Linked DNA regions of Ovis aries: region 1 is linked to region 2. A link is a contact called in public Hi-C data. All regions are on one chromosome and are shown on one strand. The core of a region is the stretch at or near the end of the contact, and the rest is flanking DNA. Distances in the headings are between cores, read along the strand shown. Region 1 holds the start of PPFIBP2 (PPFIA binding protein 2). Region 2 overlaps PPFIBP2 (PPFIA binding protein 2).

Evidence for each region. Hi-C and Micro-C count contacts between places; a contact is called where the count stands out from the background.
Region 1: a contact with region 2 is called in a Hi-C map of hypothalamus, with 4 times the contacts expected there. The contact joins the promoter of PPFIBP2 here to the enhancer-like site in region 2. A contact is called at or near these places in 2 of 16 Hi-C or Micro-C datasets (hypothalamus and liver).

The regions. Positions count from the first base shown.
Region 1 is chr15:44,870,951-44,875,840 of ARS-UI_Ramb_v3.0, forward strand. It overlaps PPFIBP2 (PPFIA binding protein 2), which reads right to left and starts at 3,267. Exons shown (of 26, transcript XM_042233096.1): 1 at 3,100-3,267.
Region 2 is chr15:44,806,403-44,811,789 of ARS-UI_Ramb_v3.0, forward strand. The region is part of intron 3 of PPFIBP2 (PPFIA binding protein 2); the gene reads right to left. Among named protein-coding and RNA genes, the nearest start is that of PPFIBP2, 65 kb to the right of the region's middle. Within about 2 kb of position 2,094, at least 21 of the 54 cell types and tissues checked have an H3K27ac peak or open chromatin away from gene starts, as enhancers often do. A contact at or near this core is called in hypothalamus, where this site is marked.

The DNA of each region.
Region 1 (4,890 bases), core at 2,017-4,516, 66 kb after region 2:
AAGGATGGTATACTTTATCCCTTTCAGAGGCAAGCCTATTCCATCTTGTCTATACCTTCCATCTACAAACGTGTTACAGAAGCCAAGATTACTATACAACATGGAACATGATGACTAAAAGCACTGTGCATGGTGAAAGCTGGGTTCTCGTGTGCATAAATGTGTTTGTGACTGAAAGAGGAAATCAAAGTAAGAATTACAAGGAAGCACCGTAGTAAGGACTACCTAGAAGCACTAACAGAAATCATAAATTTCCCAAAGATAAAGCTGAGAGTGAGCAGCACCCTGGAACTCTCAAAGCCTTGAGGAGATCTAGGTCTAAAGGTAAACAGATGCTCTAAGACAGCTTCTCCTAGCAGAGCATTCACTGCATGAGAGATAAGAATGGCCCTCATGAAGATCTGCAAGTCCTGGCTTTCAGAGTCTATAAAGGATACAGCCCACCCTTCTGGGACCAGCACTGGATTCTGCAAAAACTGAGACACACAGGTGTCATCAAGTGTTGAAACCAAAGCACGATGCTAGGAAAACAAGTGGAACTGCTCTGAGGAAGGAGGAAGCAGGAAAAATAGAGACTCAGGAAAACACAAAGCTGCCAAGAGTGTCAGCCTAGTTGTGCCCACACCAAGTGATGACAGTGTGACATCTTTTTTTTTTTTTTTTCCCCTGAGTGATTACTTCTTGAATGAGGGTGCTCAGTCTGGCAACTTAATAAACCTTTAAGTTTATTGCCTCAACATTTAAATGCCTCAACGGTGCTGTTCATATTAGCTATTCCTTCCCATGTTTTGCAAAAGGGGATCCACCAGAAGATTTCAAGCAGAAGTGTCATGAACAAATCTATGTATCAGGAAGGAAATGTTTTTGATAGCCAAGTGAAAAACAGCTTCCAAAAATTACCGCAAATGTGACAGCCTAAGGCTACGTACGCCATTCCTTTTCGAGAGCGCAATTCTTTCAGGACTGTTCCTCCCTCCTCACTTCTCCATCTGGCCCCCTAGCCCATAGATTCTGTCTCTCTAGTCTCTCCTACCTGTATCCTCTCTGGGATCCAGCACAGGCCCTAGTCACTTCTATCTTAATTGATCTTCCGCTGGGCTTCACCAACCTGAGGGTCTCTTACCCAGCAGTTTCCACTTGGCCTTCATTAGAATCACAGAGGAATTTGGTAAGAACATGCCAGACCTACTTAATCTGAGTAATTTTAAAAGCTCCCTAGGCAATTCTGAGTCTCAGCCAGGTTTGCAAACTGTTTTTTTTTTTTTTTTTTAAATCCTTGCTATACATAAGTGAAGGGGCTGTACTGCTGAGAACTTCCGAGAAATGCAGAATGTCAGGTTCCACCCCGACCTAGGAATCAGAATTTGCATTTGAACGAGATCCCCAGGTGACTCTTAAGCTTGTTAAAGGTTGAAAAGCACTGCTACCAAGTGTTGCCAGATCATTCATTCCACAAATATTTACTAGATTTTCTCCACTGGGCTAGAGGTTTGGGAGGCTGAAAGGGTCAAGGGCCAAGGTCCCAGACTTTAAATTCAGACAACCATCAATCAATCTCCTGCTTAAAAGCCATTATTGAGGCTCATGATTTCAAAGCCCAGACTTCTCCACCTGGCCTTCATGGCCCGCTGGGAACAGGTTTCTTCCTCATCACCAGCTTTATTGTCTCTCACTTGCCACTGGAGTCAAGCTGAGCCACTTGCTACTTCTCAGGCTATGAAGTGCTTGCCTGCCTCTCACAGGGCAGGTGACACTCTACCTACCTCTGCCTGGAGAAATCCTTCAAGGTCCACCATGCACGTGTCACCCCCTTCCTGAAATTATCCCAGGTTTTACACAGTCAGATGAAAAATAAATTCCTACAACACTTTGCTCTTACCTCCTTCATACCATTTATTTCATTCTACTTGTCAGGCACCTGTGGCACATAGCTGACCCAGTAAAGAGACCATAATGCTGTTTATCTCTGTAGTAGCAATATGCTAATAACTGGCACATCACTGAATCTCAAGTAATACTAACAATAATGTATTATTAAGTAAAAATTATGAACGAGTGCAGTAAAAGTCCACCATTCCCCCTCATCTCCCACTTCAAAATCATCTAAATATAAGCAGATTACATACAGACTACCTAAGCCTCAAGTAAAAAAGAAAACCTCTAAATCAAGTATTTTTTCATGTAGTACAAATAACAAGCAAAGACTGAACAAACAGAAGATGAATTCTGTGTACAGCCAACTGCCTTTGTTGGGCATTAAACTTCATAGAATGCAACATAAAATTTGGTAACATTGCAGATTTGTAGTATAATTGATTAAGGTACTGGGAGAAAGATATGAGACAGGAAGTGAACTAAAATATACAAAGGGAGACAAACATCCAGCTGCTCTAAAAGTAAAAATGCTCTGGATTTGTCTTTTAAGAGGACTGACTAAATGCTGGCTAGAGTGCCTGTTTTGATCTTATGCGCACTTTGGAAGCCCTGGTCTTTAAATATATAATCTTATTTTCATCTGAGTAACAACTGAAGGTCTGGAGTCAGGATGTCATGAAGGAGAGGAACCCTCTTTCAAACAGAACCATCCCCGTTTTGCCGTCTATTGGGACGCTGTGGCTTGAGGTTTGGAAAAGCCTGTTGCATTTTTCCAATTACAATACAGAGTTGATTTCAGCTAAGGCGTTGTAGCTGGACGCACGCTCTGTGGAACATCGATTTGCTTGGGCAAAACGGACCGTAAGCTTCCCGACCACCTTGGGCTATCTCTCTAGACTACGCCGCTGCTCCAACCGACTGAGCAGAGCTCTGACACACTACACACAACTAGGATGACTGGCCACCCTGCGCATCTCTAGGGCCATCCCGGCACCTGTAGGGGCGCGGACAGTCCGTAGACTCCAGACAGGACTGGGAGGAGACACGAAGCAAATCCCCAGGAGTTATAGTCTCCTCGCAATCTGGCAAAAGAAGGGGAGGAGGGTCCCCGCCCTCGCGTCTGGGATACACTCGGGGATCTCAGTTCCTAAGCCAATTCCCCTGCGGGGGCTCCCAGTTCAGCCTGCGCAGTGGGCCCGGGGGGCGTGGGGAGAACCCACTGACCTGAGTTTGGGGCTCCTCTCCGGACAGCTCAGGTGTGCGGGCCTTTCACTTGTCCCCCCCACCTCCGAACATGAGAGCCGAGAAACGAACAGCAGGCCACTGACCCACCGACCAACTAACCGACCAACCAGCGGACCGACCGGCAGCGGCCGCGTCCGGAGCCCACGTGACGGGGGCGGGGACCCACGGCAGACTCGGGAGGCTAGTCCAGGAGCGCCGGCTCCCAGACCGCCCACCTTCCCCCGGGACCGCCCCTCCGCCACGCCCCCTCCCTCTAGGCTCCGTGGCAGCCCGCAGGGACCCAACCGCCACGAGTTCTAGTTCCTTAGCGACCTGCCTCGTCAACCCCGCCCCTTCGGACCTGCTCAGCCCCGGCCGGTCCAGCCCCAGCCCCGCCCAGCCCCAGCTCCAGCACCGCCTCCTAAGCCGACTTTACCGTTCCCCTAAGCCCCGCCTCTCTTCGGCGGCCACGCCCCCTAAGAGCCCCGCCCCTGCCCTTGTCACCTCCCTCTCCAGCACCCTTCCTGCCCCGGGTGATGCCTGGCGGTCCTCGGCTCCCTGTTCCCTGGGCTTCTCCAGACCTTGAGCACCGTTCCTTGGCCATAGGGAAGAAAAGCGAAAAGCAGAAAGGGAACTTGGGTCGAGAATTGCAAAAAGAGTTGTCATAGAAAGAATGTTTTAGAGGCAGTCCCAGAGCAGCAACCGTCGGGTGTGCGGACTTCTGGGCCCAAGCGATCTAGTTCAAATTGAGGTTGGCCTGATGGCAGTCTCATTTCTTGTCTCTGAGCGCCCCCAATTCGGAAGACTGAGTCACCCTAGGATCTGGCCGCTCTCGAACCCCGCGACCTGTAGTGGAGGTCCCTCTAGCGGTCAGCGTCAGTCAACGGCGCCGGCGCCCGTTCTTGTGAACAGCTGGGGACAAGTAGTCCTGTCCTGTGCCCAGCATTTAGGCGGGGGTTCCACAGGCACAACAAAAGCTTTGCTGAGCACAGGAATGGACTATAGGATCGGGGCAGGACTGGGCCTTTGGGGACCTAGTCCAAGGCCTTCTCCCGGTGTAGGGCATGAATCCCCTTTGGTGGTACTGCTAGATTGTTGCCCTGTCTGGGCCCCAAGACTTGGTTGCTCAGTTCAGCGGATTAAAATCCCTGTGGGCCTCAGATGGCATCGACACCAAGGACTCTGGCATAGTCCCCAGCTCTGGCAGGAGTCACTACCTCCCTAACCTCAGTTTTTATCTACATTTCTACAGGCTGGGTTGTTGATCAACTCCACAAGACACATTATTTTTTATATTATCCTGATGGTCTGAAATTACCAGTGTGCCCAGACTTGTACATGCAAACAAAACTTAAGCCACCCTGGCAAACATGAGACTCTGGTCACTGCAGGAACCTGGCCAGAGGCAGGCCAAGGGCAAAGCCAGCAGAGGAAGGCTGGGGCCCACAAGAGTTGTGTTACAACAGGACACTCTTCAGTTCTCTTTCACTTCCTTAAAATAGCTCAGAGGCTTTTATAGAGGCGGCTGCCATGGTTCACACGAGTTCATGGGTGTTTCCAGATCCCACATGTTATTGCCCTAGTGGACCTGCAGTCCTCAGAAAATGGTAGTCTGTTCTTTAGAACTATACATTACTTTTTAAAAATCATCTTTAAAAATGGTGTAAGTTACAGACATTGAAAATAAATTCTGGTTACCGAAAGGGAAAGGGGAGTGATGAATAAACTAGGAGTTTGGGATTAGCAGCTTCCCTGGTAGCTCAGAGTTTAAAGCATCTGCCTGCAATGCAG
Region 2 (5,387 bases), core at 844-3,343:
AGCCTCAGGGACTCCCTGGATCCATCACTAAAGGGAGAAGTCTTCAGGAGCCACACAGGATACACCAATAAGATTCATTACGGTAACCCTATAGCCCTCAGAGCCTTCCCAAAAGCAAGTCAAGGTCAGTGAGACTCAATTCATTACTGTCTGGAACATGAGGCAGCCAGCTGAAGGCAAAGAGCAGGCACCTGATCATTTGCGGGAGTGAAAACACACCTATGAGGCCAGAGCCATCAGTGAATTCATCCCAGGGTCCAGCGGGGAGACCTCAGGAGAGCTGCTTATCTGGCTGGAATCCCACGTATGCGGGAATGACTGTGGATGGAGTTCTGAGATTTGCTCCTCCTGCTGGTGGCCAGGAATCAGGCACAACTATGGACAGAGAAGGGTCATGAGCTAGTCAGCTGACCTCTGGCCTGCATCCTGAGCTCCAGCTCAGGGCTGAGCCTTGGCCTCTGGGCCATGATGATAGGTGCCAGGACACCCTGATACATCAAACACAGGCTTATGTCCTTCAGCAGGCATGCTGCACCGTGAGCCTACCTCTGGGAGAGGAAGGGACGGCCTGAGGACCGTGGGTGGTCCTTTGGGCTGCAAGGTCCTGCTTGTGCAACAGCATCCTGGCCCCATAGCCCAGGTACCCACAGTGTCCAGGCATGAAGACCCGTCTCCAAAATGGGTAACAGAAGGGGCGGCACACTCTGCCTGTAGAGGGCCAGATGGCAAACGTTTCAGGCTTGCGGGCCATATGGTTTGTTACAGTCGACTCTCTCATTTACAGCACAAAAGCAGCCACAGCTAATGTGGAAGCCAGTGAGGGTGGCTGTGTTCCAGTGACACTTTATGTGTGTGTGTGAACAGTAAGATTTAAATTTCACATCATTTTCACATCACAAATTAGTCTTCTTGTGATTTCCCATCAATCACTGGAAATCACAAAAAATCATGCTTGGCTTTCAGGGAATAACAGATAGGCAGCAGACCAAATACAGACCCTAGATTGCTGACCCCCGGGTGAGGATGATGTCTCTCTATAATGAATCTCCAGGGACAGAGGGCACTCTTGTAAAAATGCAGATTCAGGCCCAGCAGGTTGGGAATCGGGCCCGAGACTGGGCATCGCTAACAGTCTCCCCATCCTGCCAGTCTTAATGACTATATTTGAGGAGTAAAAGGAAACTATTTTCAGAAGTTCCTTGGAGCACAGGCTACTGAGCAGTTTGCCTGAAGTACGACTCCTCCTGAACCTTCCTACCTGCCTGAAAGGGCAGGACGCCCAGCGCTGTGACTCTGGCATGCCCTCTTTGCAGGCAGAGGGTGGGCGGGTGTCTACATGCTCAGACCTCAGGTCATGCTAACCCGGCAACACCGCCCACCATGTCCCCTGGGCCCGGAGCAGGAAACTGAGCGGGGAAGGATTTATTTGCTCTCCCACCAGTGTTTGCACATTCTTGCTCATTTATAAACATTGGTTCTTAGGGGCTGAACTAGTCTCGAGTCAGGTCTGAAAGAATCCAGATCTCCAGAATTTTAGTAAGGTGCAATTACTTGGAAGAGGGCAAAAAAAAAAAAAACACCCAAATTCAGGAAAATTAAAACTGCTAAGTTTGCAATGGCTAAAGGCCCCAGTTTGGGGTGTTATGCCAGGAAAAAAAAAACTTTCAAAATCCCCAAGGTATAGGAAACCTCTCTAGGACAGGGCCTGAAAAACACAGGTCAGGAAATGGAGAGCCATCCTAAGTAATAGTGTGCTAGTAAAAGGCACTGGGATTAAAGGTGTCTGGAGAGAGCTTCTTAGCTTTGATAATGGAAGGTCAGACCTCTGCTCCCAGGACCAGCAGTCATCCCTCTGGTCTCCTCCCCCAAGGAGAAGGGCGGGGGCACAAGCAGTGGAGGCATCCCAGGCCTATCCTTTGTCCACTGGCTTCCAAGGAAAATAATTCTTTTTGCCAGCTGACTCAGGTACACTGTCCAGCAACTTCACTAATGAGAGGAGCTTATGTCCTCTTTCAACGTGGCTGGCTGGGGGTGAGCGGAAGCAGGCAGTTATTTTTCTCACAAAGCGGGTTCCTGAGCTTTAGACTTTCCAGCATTTGTCCCTGACTCCCACCTAGTGGCTTTTTCCAGTACTGCACAGAGACAAGGGCCCTCCTCCAACCCGCACACCAGGCATCAGGAGAGAGGACAGGAGAGAAAGTACCTACAAGTCTGAGCTCTCAAGTTCACACCTATAGCAGGACACACACTGGAAACTGACTCACAAAGCCTTCATTTTTTTTTTTTTTTAATGAAAAACAATCACCAAATTTCCCCTTTTCTAACATCCAGAAAGCCAACATTTTCCTATATAATTCCTGCCTGTAACTTTTCAAAATGAACGCATTTGCCACACAAATACCCCATCCATCCATCTCTCACTCCAGGCCCTAGGTGGAGGACAGAGATACAGAGAATTGCAGGGCAAGCTGACGGCTTATAATTCATAAAACAGCTTCCTCCATCCTTTTTTTTCTCCCCCTAAACTCTGGCTTTTCAATATGGTGAACAGATTTGCTCCTCTGGCCAGAATGAAAGACTGCAGGCTGACTCTGGCAGGAACGCAGGGGCTTTGTTTGAGGAGCCGCCATCTGTGACAAGGTGGCTGAGCGGATGGGGGCTGGTGGGGGGTGGCCATGTGCCCTCCTGGGTCTGGTTTATTTCCTTATTTCTGGAGAATCTGGTTAAGAAGGTAACTGAGGGCACATGAATATCTGATATATAGACGGACAGAGGTGAGACCTAAGATGGGATTCACCTCCCCGGACCAGCTGAGCAGGCTCAGAGGAGGCTCCCCGGTCAGGGCATCCCATTTCACCGCTCCAGAGATGACGGCTTTGGCTGAGCCCTGACATGGAGCAGCTATACCAAGAGAGGTTCCCTAATTTGTCTCTACTTTGCAAACTTAAAGGTCCAGACTGAGGGACTTCTCTGGTGGTTCAGGGACTAAGAATCCACACTCCCAATGCAGGGGGCCCAGGGTTCAATCCCTGGTCAGGGAACTAGATCCTGCATGCCGAAACTAAGACCCAGCACAGTTAAATAAATAAATATATTTTTAACAAAAGTCCAGACTGAGGAAGGCAGGGACTGATGGTTACCAGGGGGCTGCTCTAAAGCCCTTAAACTGCAGAACTGGAATGCGTGGCCAGATCCTACAGAGGTATTGTCAAACCAGCTGTCATTTCCGGTAGGGAAACTGAGTCCCAGAGGAGGGAAACGAAGTCCACTCACATCCACATGAGGGTGGCATAGAGCTGGCCTTTTGGCTCATCCCTCCCTCCCACACTGCCTCACCTGGTCCATTCCCTTCCACCTGCCTGAACACGCTGAGCAGGACACCTGCAGCCTGGCCAAGGAGAGCCTGGGTTCCCCTGGGAGGCCAGGCCTGTTCCATGAACCCCACTTCCAGAAAGTAGCACAGAATACAGTCCCTCTGGAGGGTCTCTGCCAAGCTCTCCCCTTACCCACCCTCCCCTCTGCTGCTTCTGGGTTTGTCTTTGCTCAGACTTTAGTCCCTGAAACCTCAGGTTTTCACCAAAAAATCCCGTGGACCCACATCTGAAGTGATTAAACAGTGGGACAGTCCGATGCCTTGTGGATGAAGAATGTGTGTACCCGGCTATTAGAGAAGCCCCCAGAGATGCTCCATCTGGAGACTCTGCTGGCTCTAGTATTGCTTGGGCACCTCCCAGGAACCAGGCTCACTGGGTCTAATCACCCCTCCCTTTCTCACTCAGTTCAGTTCAGTCGCTCAGTCATGTCTGACTCTTTGCAACCCCATGGACTGTGGCACACAGGCTTCCCTGTCCATCACCAACTCCCAGAGTTTGCTTAAACTCATGGACATTAGGTTGGTGACGCCATCCAACCATTTCATCCTCTGTTGCCCCCTTCTCCTCCTGCCTTCAATCTTTCATAGCATCAGAGTCTTACTGGTTGGCTTCTCACTAGTTGGCTGTTTCCAGCTCCTTATGGGCTCCACTCCCCCTGAGAGCTTCACCCCTAGGTCACCACAAGCTTACCTGCACGGAGGGGAAAGAGGCGGCCTCTTTTTGGAACTCGCCTCCATTCCCGTCACAGCAGAGATGCTGTAGCCTTCTGGCATGGGCCTCAGCTTCATCTCCTGAAAGTCCTGACCCTGAGCTTGGCCTGGTCTGCCAGCCATGAAAGAGGGTCTCAATCTTATACTGTCAAAGGCTGGCCTCATTGATGCTACTCTGCAGGCCAGGCTCCATGAAGCCTGCTTGTCTTGGACTTCAGGAACCTTTCCTGTACAAAAGCCCTGTCCAAAGCTCCGTGGTGTGCCACCAACTTTGAGGATAAGCCCAGAGTTCAGACACAGATACTGAAACTGTGCCCCACAGAGTTTACAGAAGCTAATAATAGAAATTCCTGAATTTGTCTTATAGAACAACACATAAGGGAATAGCTTGTTAAAACTCTTTTGCTTATAAACTGCCCTCCTTGATTAAGCTGACTTGGTCTATTTCTTTCCTTCTATTTTCCTCCCTTTAATAGCATATCTTTCCAGCTTCACGCAGCCCAGCTATTTTCCAATTACTTGGAATCATTACCTGACCAGCATGAGCTGGGCAGGGGCTGGTTGGCACCAGCCTAAAGCTGAGTCTGTGCAGATGTCTGAATGAATGGCCTTTTGACGTCAGAGGATTGGAGAACTCCACCCTCAGATGATGCTAAGGGTCTCCATCTCCAACATGCGGAAACGTGAGTCCAGACGCACCTGCACAGAACACGGATTTCCTCACAGTCACCTCTCCCCTAAGACCACCCTGCTCATCCCATAAACACTCCAGCTCCCTCACCTTCAGTGAGGCAGATCTGAGACAGAGTCTCCTGTCTTCTCAGCTACCTTGAGAATAAACTCTTTCTTGGCTGTAAACTGTGGTACCTCAGTGTTTGACTTGCTGTGTGTCAGACAAACAGATCTGGTTGGGCAACAGTACTGTTCCTTTCCCAGGTGGCTCAGTGGTCAGGAATCCACCTGCCAATGCAGGAGATGCAAGAGACACAGGTTCAGTCCCTGGGTCAGCAAGATCCTCAGTATTCTTGCCTGGAGAATTCCATGGACAGAGGAATCCATGTGGTCACAAAAAGTCAGACACGACTGAGCACGCACTGCTCCTAGAACAAGGGAATCCGGGCCCTTCATTCCTTTTATCACTGAAGCCCCAGAGGGTCTCCAGCATAGAGAGCCCACACACACACACACACACACACACACACACTTCCAGACCTAAAGCCTACTCTTCCTGCCCAGAAAGGAAGGATCCTATTTTAGGCCCCAAAGCTCTGGAAATATGCTCACAATCCAGTACCCCTGAATC